2 separate regions of the Pan troglodytes genome follow, and region 1 is linked to region 2. Evidence: chromatin contacts called from public HiChIP or PLAC-seq data. All regions are on one chromosome and are shown on one strand. The core of a region is the stretch at or near the end of the contact, and the rest is flanking DNA. Distances in the headings are between cores, read along the strand shown. Region 1 holds the start of SURF4 (surfeit 4). Region 2 holds the start of SLC2A6 (solute carrier family 2 member 6).

Region 1 (2,948 bases), core at 361-2,860, 100 kb after region 2:
TTTCATTATGTATTACAACATAATAATAGAAATGAACTGCACACTAAGTGTAATGTGCTTGAATCATCCCAAAACCATCCTCCCGCCTCCATCTGTGGAAAAATTGTCTTCCACAAAACCGGTCCCTTGTGCCAAAAAGGTTGGGGACTGCTATTTTTTTTTTTTTCTTTCTGAGACAGAGTTTTGCTCTTGTTGCCCAGGCTGGAGTCCAATGGCGCTATCTTGGCTCACCACAACCTCTGCCTCCTGGGTTCAAGCGATTCTCCAGCCTCAGCCTCCCGAGTAGCTGTGATTACAGGCATGCGCCACCACACCCGGCTAATTTTGTATTTTTAGTAGAGACAGTTTCTCCACGTTGGTCAGGCTGGTCTTGAACTCCCGACCTCAGGTGATCCGCCCGCCTTGGCCTCCCAAAGTGTTGGGGATTACAGGCGTGAGCCACCGAGCCCAGCCAGGGACTGCTGTTCTAAGCCACAGCGGGCTGAGGGCAGAGCTGGTGTGAGAGCGTTCAAGCTTAGGCAGCAAATTAAACAGTAAAATGGAGCCGTATCTCGAATCAAGTCTATTTTTTTTCCCAAAAGCAGGTATATACCTGAAACGTCTATTTTTTTTTAATCTGAAAAACAACTTTACTTTAAAAATTATCTGGCCACCAGAAGCTCATCTGCTTCACCTCTGGCAACGCCCTATAGTCCTCTCACACAAAGACAATTCTTCCAAAGTGACAAAAATCTAACCCGCAAACTGTTTCCAAGCGAATGCATTTTTCACAAATGCTGAATCTAACATTTAATAAAGTGTGTATATCATGTATAGAAGCATTTAATTAAACATTTACTTTTATTTTGCAGCTTTCCTTTTGTGTTTTGTGAATTTTTTAGGTCTCAAACATTTTCACAGACCCACGCTGCAGGGGTGTTTTTAGGGGACTGGGGGCTCCCAATTATGTACTCGGGCTGTTCCCGGGGGTCCTGCCTCGGTGGACCCAAGCGCACAGACCCCAGGCACGAAGGATAGAGGAGCTGCCCCACGCCCTCAAATACTCAGCCAGGGCTGGAGAATCCTTAGTCAATTCACAAAGGGGGAAACTGAGTGGCAAAGGGCACCCAGGAGGTCACCGTTGGAGGCCCCCCGGGTTCAACTTAGGAGCTGCAGGCCGACACTGGCCAGGGCGCGGGCCCCTCGCCGCCCTCGGTCGGAACCGCCGGCCGCAGCTCCAGGGTTGCGACCGTTACCCCACGGAGCCCCCGCCTCCCGGCAGGGAACACTTGGCACCTGGTACTTCTCCATGGGCTCTCCGGGGGACCCTGGGCCTCGCTCCCCCTGCGTGGGGCGCCTGCGATTGGACCCTGGCCCAAGCATGATCAGTAGCGACCGCGTACGGGCGAGCGTCCACCCCTGGCCCCACCCCGCGTGGGTCAGTGGGACCCGCGGGACCCTCCCCGCCCGAACGGCGCCCTCGAGGCACTCAGGCGTCCCTCCCGCGCGCTGGCCCCAGACCCCCCAGGTCCCCGCCCCCTTAAAAGGGACGCGTTCCGCCGGGCCGGGAGGGACCGCAGGGCCTGCGCGCGGCGGGCGGGGCCTCCAGCGTGAGAGGCGTGGCGTCGAGCGCGGCGGGCGTGGCTTCGAGCGGATGGGTCGGGAGGCTGGGGATGGCGCGTGGCCCCTTTAAGACGCGCCAGGGCGGGCCCGGGCGGCGCGCGGCCCCTTTAAGGCTTGGCCTACGTGGCAGCCGCTGGAGCCGCAGCCGACGCGGAGCGAGGCCGGCCGCCGGGCACTTCCTGTGGAGGCCGCAGCGGGTGCGGGCGCCGACGGGCGAGAGCCAGCGAGCGAGCGAGCCGAGCCGAGCCTCCCGCCGTCGCCATGGGCCAGAACGACCTGATGGGCACGGCCGAGGACTTCGCCGACCAGGTGCGGCCTGCGGGCTCCTCCCCCGGCCCCGGTCCCGACCCAGGCCGCCCGGGCTGCTCCGGAGTCGGCCTCCCAGCGCAGGGCGCCAGGCCCGGGCCGCCCCCTGACTCCTTGTTCCCACAGAGGGACCCCCCGCCTGGGCCCTATGTCCCGGCTGGACAGCCCCAAACCCGGCCTCCGGGCTCAGTCTCCTCTGCCCGCTGGGCCGCTCCCGGAGCCCGGGCCTCGGCGCCCTGCCTGGCTAGCCGCCCCCACCCTCCAGCCAGCCCGGGGCGCGGGCTGTGGGGGTTTCTTCCCGGGCCGGCGGCGCGAGTCCTGGCGTTGGGTCGGGTCTGAGGCTCGCGGGGAGCGCCTCGGCGTTTGGAGCTGCTGGGGGGGTCCCCGCACGTTTTTCCTCTCACTGGGGCTCCCGGAGGCGGGCTGGGAGCTCGGGGACGAACGGGGGCCGGGGGTCCTCCCAGAGGAAAGGGGGCGCGCTGGCGTGCGCCCCAGCTACAGGAAGCCACAGCACTTTCTCCTTTTCTCTTTCCCAGATGTGCTGGACTCTTGGGGTCCCTTTGACCCTGTCTGCTTGTCTCCCTCCCCGTTTGGACTCTGCCCTGGGCTGGATTGAGTGGGGACCTGTACACAGCCTGGGAGGAGGGGAAGCCTATCTCCCTGATAGTCTCCTTCCAGAAGTGTCCAGGTGGCATTCTGAGCAACAGGGAAGCCTTTGAAACAGGCGGTTGGGTAACTGTTGAGAGCATTCGGAAACTGGGTGGACAGGATCCGATCCTACAAAGTGAAGGGACACAACTCCCTTCCCTCTTTCTTGATTAAGCTTGACAAAACAAAAAAACAAAAACAAAAGGTGGTGGTGGTTACGCAGATTTATGCCTTTTACTTCTAAAAGAATCCCGTTATGTCGACAAATTAACAGCCTTATCCCCGCAGGGAGAGCCTTGTGTGGCCCACTTGCCGTTTTTTCCTCAGTTTACTTAATGTGTTCGTGTGGCTTTGCTAGAGTTTTAAGTAGTGATGGTTAAATTTTTAAATTT
Region 2 (3,214 bases), core at 460-2,959:
GTGATCACAGCTCACCGCAGCCTCAAACTCCTGGGCTCAAGCAATCTTCCCACCTCTGCCTTCCGAGTAGCTGGGACCACAGGCACTTGCCATCACACCTGGACAATTTTTTTAGCTTTTTGTAGAGACAGGGTCACTTTGTTGCCCAGGCTGGTGTCAGACTCCTGGCATCAAGCAATTCTCCTACCTTGGCCTCCTAAATGCTGGGATTACAGGCACACACCACTGCACCTGGCCTAAAGTTGATTTTAAAAGAAAAAAAATACATTTTAAAAAAAGAGAAGGCCGGGTGCGGTGGCTCACGCCTGTAATCCCAGCGCTTTGTGAGGCCGAAGCGGAAGGATCACAAGGTCAGGAGTTCAAGACCAAGCTGGCCAACATGGTGAAACCCCGTCTCCACTAAAAATACAAAAATTAGCCAGGCGTGGTGGCACATGCCTGTAATCCCAGCTACTTGGGAGGCTGAGGCAGGAGAATCGCTTGAACTCGGGAGGTGGAAGTTGCAGTAAGCTGAGATCGTGCCACTGCACTCCAGCCTGGCCAACAGAGCGAGACTCCGTCTCAAAAAAAAAAAAAATACACATATAGATATGTAAAAATACATACACATATATATGTATATACGTATATATATGGCCACGAGGACTGTGCAGCCTGATCACCATACCAGGGTGTGCCTGAGTCCAAAGCCTATGATCTTGATGGCAAAAAAACGGTGACGTAAAGGGGCTGCACAGTTTAATGGGGGCCCCAATAGCAAATATGCAAAATAGGCACTTGAGGAAAAGACTGGAAGAGGCTAAAACGCCTTCAAGGTCAGGCTGACGGGAGATGGATGTGATTTTATTGTTCTATTATGGTTGTATTTCAATCATAATAAAAGGGAATTCTAACTTTTAAAAATGCTTTACCATGTTAATAGCTAAAATGGGAAATGACCCAAATACTCAGCAACAAAGGCTCCGTTTAAAAGCGTGTGTGGCACGTCCATCCAACAGAGCAGGGCGTGATTCCGTCCTCTTCCCGAAAAGGCCCAAAGGGAGAGGTGGAACTGCTGTGGGGTTTTTTGAGGACGGTCTTCCCGGGAATTTTCCATTTCTGCTTTTCTTATTTTTCAATGTTATCTTACTACCTGGGTTACGTGTCACGAGCTCAGGTTATTTTTACCACCAGAGCCTGGGGTGGAGGATACAGACCTCGCCCACTGGAGCTGCCCACAGCGCCTCGCCGGCCCCTCCTGCCTCCTTCGTCCCGCACATCCGCTGCTGCCCTGACACACCCCGATTCCCTGGTGCCAGGGAGAGCCAGGGCAGAGGTGGCCCTGAGACGCCACGCGACGGGGAGGGCTAGAGCGTAAGGAGGAGCGAGGTGCGCATTCGCTGTGACCCTGGCGCGCGGCTTCGCCTCTCTGGGCCTCGGTTTCCACCCCGCGGGAGCGAGTACGACAGGGGCTGCGCGCATTGCCGCAGTCACGCCTGCAAGAGCCGGGCCGGGTGAGCCGCTTCCGGCGCTCCGCGGGGGCCCCGGACGATCCAGCAGGGGCTCCGCCCTGGGACCCCCATCCTGTCTCGGGGGCGCGACCTTCGGGGGCGCACGCGGTGCCGGCCGCGCCCGGGGAAGCCGGGTCCGCATCCGAGCAACAGGACAGCGTGCGGCCGCCCCATTGGCCGGCGTGTCTCTGCAGGGCCGTCCCACAGCCAATAGCGGCCAAGGGGCGGAGCCTGGCCGGTGCCCTCGGAGCTGCTGGCCCCGGGCGGCTGCTCCAGTCTGAGCGCCCTCCGCTCGCCCCGAGAGAGACCCGGCCATGCAGGAGCCGCTGCTGGGAGCCGAGGGCCCGGACTACGACACCTTCCCCGAGAAGCCGCCCCCGTCGCCAGGGGACAGGGCGCGGGTCGGGTGAGAGTCGCTAGGTTGGGGGCTGCGGGTGGGGCCTGGGGGTGGCCCTGGTTCCCTCCAGCCGGCGGCAGGCTCCCGCCCTGGGCCTCCCCTGACCTAGTCGCCACCGAGGGGCCATCTGGCTCCCTCCTGTCCCAGACACGCTACTCCTATTTAAGGAACTGGTCCCCCTAAGGGAAGGAACGATCCACGAGAGTACCGGGCCCAGCCCCCCACTGCCACAGACAGTGAGACTGAGGCCCCAGCGAGCAGGGGGTCTGCCTGAGGTCACACAGCAAGCCTCCAGCCGCCGCCCTGGGGGCAGAACCAGAGCCTCCTCTCGGAGAAAAGGCCCCAGCACCAGAGGCTCAGCCACTGCGATGAGCTAACAATAGCCTGGGAATTTCCCAGGGGAGCTGGGGCTCAGGCCCTGGGAACGTGAATGGCCTTGGACCCAGGCCTCCCCAGCACTGCCCGCTGAGCTGGGCAGCCACTGGGTTCAGAAAAGGCAATGGTCCCTGGAGGAGGGACTCAGAGACCCTGGTCTTTTTGTCCGCCACCATCACCAGGACCCTGCAGAACAAAAGGGTGTTCCTGGCCACCTTCGCCGCAGTGCTCGGCAATTTCAGCTTTGGGTATGCCCTGGTCTACACATCCCCTGTCATCCCAGCCCTGGAGCGCTCCTTGGATCCTGACCTGCATCTGACCAAATCCCAGGCATCCTGGTTTGGGGTAAGGACCATCCTCTGGAGGAGGGTGGGTGCAGGAAGCAGGGACCTGCTGAGCCTTATCTCCAGCTAGGAACCTCCCAAATTCTCCACCTTGGGGGTCCCTCCAGGGCCCTGGTCCCCCCTCCCCCGGCCATCCAGGCCACTAGTGGGTGGAGTAAAGCTACAGGATTCCTCTGAAATGAGGAACTGAAAGCCAGTGGAGAGGGTGAGGGAAGGAGCAGGTGGGGAGGTGGCTGTCAGGGTCTATACTAGGTGGGGCTGAGGCTTCCCCGGGTCCCCACACCCACAGTTGGCTGGATGGGGGCAAGGGTATCAGGTGTCAGTGGGGAGAGGCACTGGCTGGGGCAAGGAGGGTCCGCAGGACAGATTGTGGGCTGATGGAGAGGAAGATCCCAAAGTCCCAGAGTCTAAAATTATAATCTTAATAGCCTCATATGTAGAGTTGTTAACATAGTAGTTAAGATAAAAATTCCCAAGGTTTACGGAGCACTTCCTATGTGACAGGCATGTGTTGGGCCCTGAACGTTCATTGATTCTCAGGGCCAACGCCACGAGGTAGAACTTGCGCTCTCCCCATAAGACAGCTGAAGAAACTGAGGCGCAGACAG

What was found. HiChIP or PLAC-seq counts read pairs in DNA pulled down with a chosen protein or histone mark.
Region 1: a contact with region 2 is called in an H3K4me3 HiChIP or PLAC-seq map of stem cell-derived excitatory neurons, with 3 times the contacts expected there. The contact joins the promoter of SURF4 here to the promoter of SLC2A6 in region 2. A contact is called at or near these places in 1 of 7 Hi-C or Micro-C datasets (induced pluripotent stem cells) and 1 of 1 datasets of contacts at active chromatin or transcription factors (stem cell-derived excitatory neurons).

The regions. Positions count from the first base shown.
Region 1 is chr11:5,025,779-5,028,726 of NHGRI_mPanTro3-v2.0_pri, forward strand. It overlaps SURF4 (surfeit 4), which reads left to right and starts at 1,611. Exons shown (of 6, transcript XM_003312374.6): 1 at 1,611-1,911. The coding sequence starts at 1,864. It overlaps STKLD1 (serine/threonine kinase like domain containing 1), which reads right to left and starts at 1,496. Exons shown (of 18, transcript XM_054658477.2): 1 at 1,276-1,496. The coding sequence starts at 1,362.
Region 2 is chr11:4,923,044-4,926,257 of NHGRI_mPanTro3-v2.0_pri, forward strand. It overlaps SLC2A6 (solute carrier family 2 member 6), which reads left to right and starts at 1,710. Exons shown (of 9, transcript XM_063787463.1): 1 at 1,710-1,896; 2 at 2,445-2,607. The coding sequence starts at 1,805.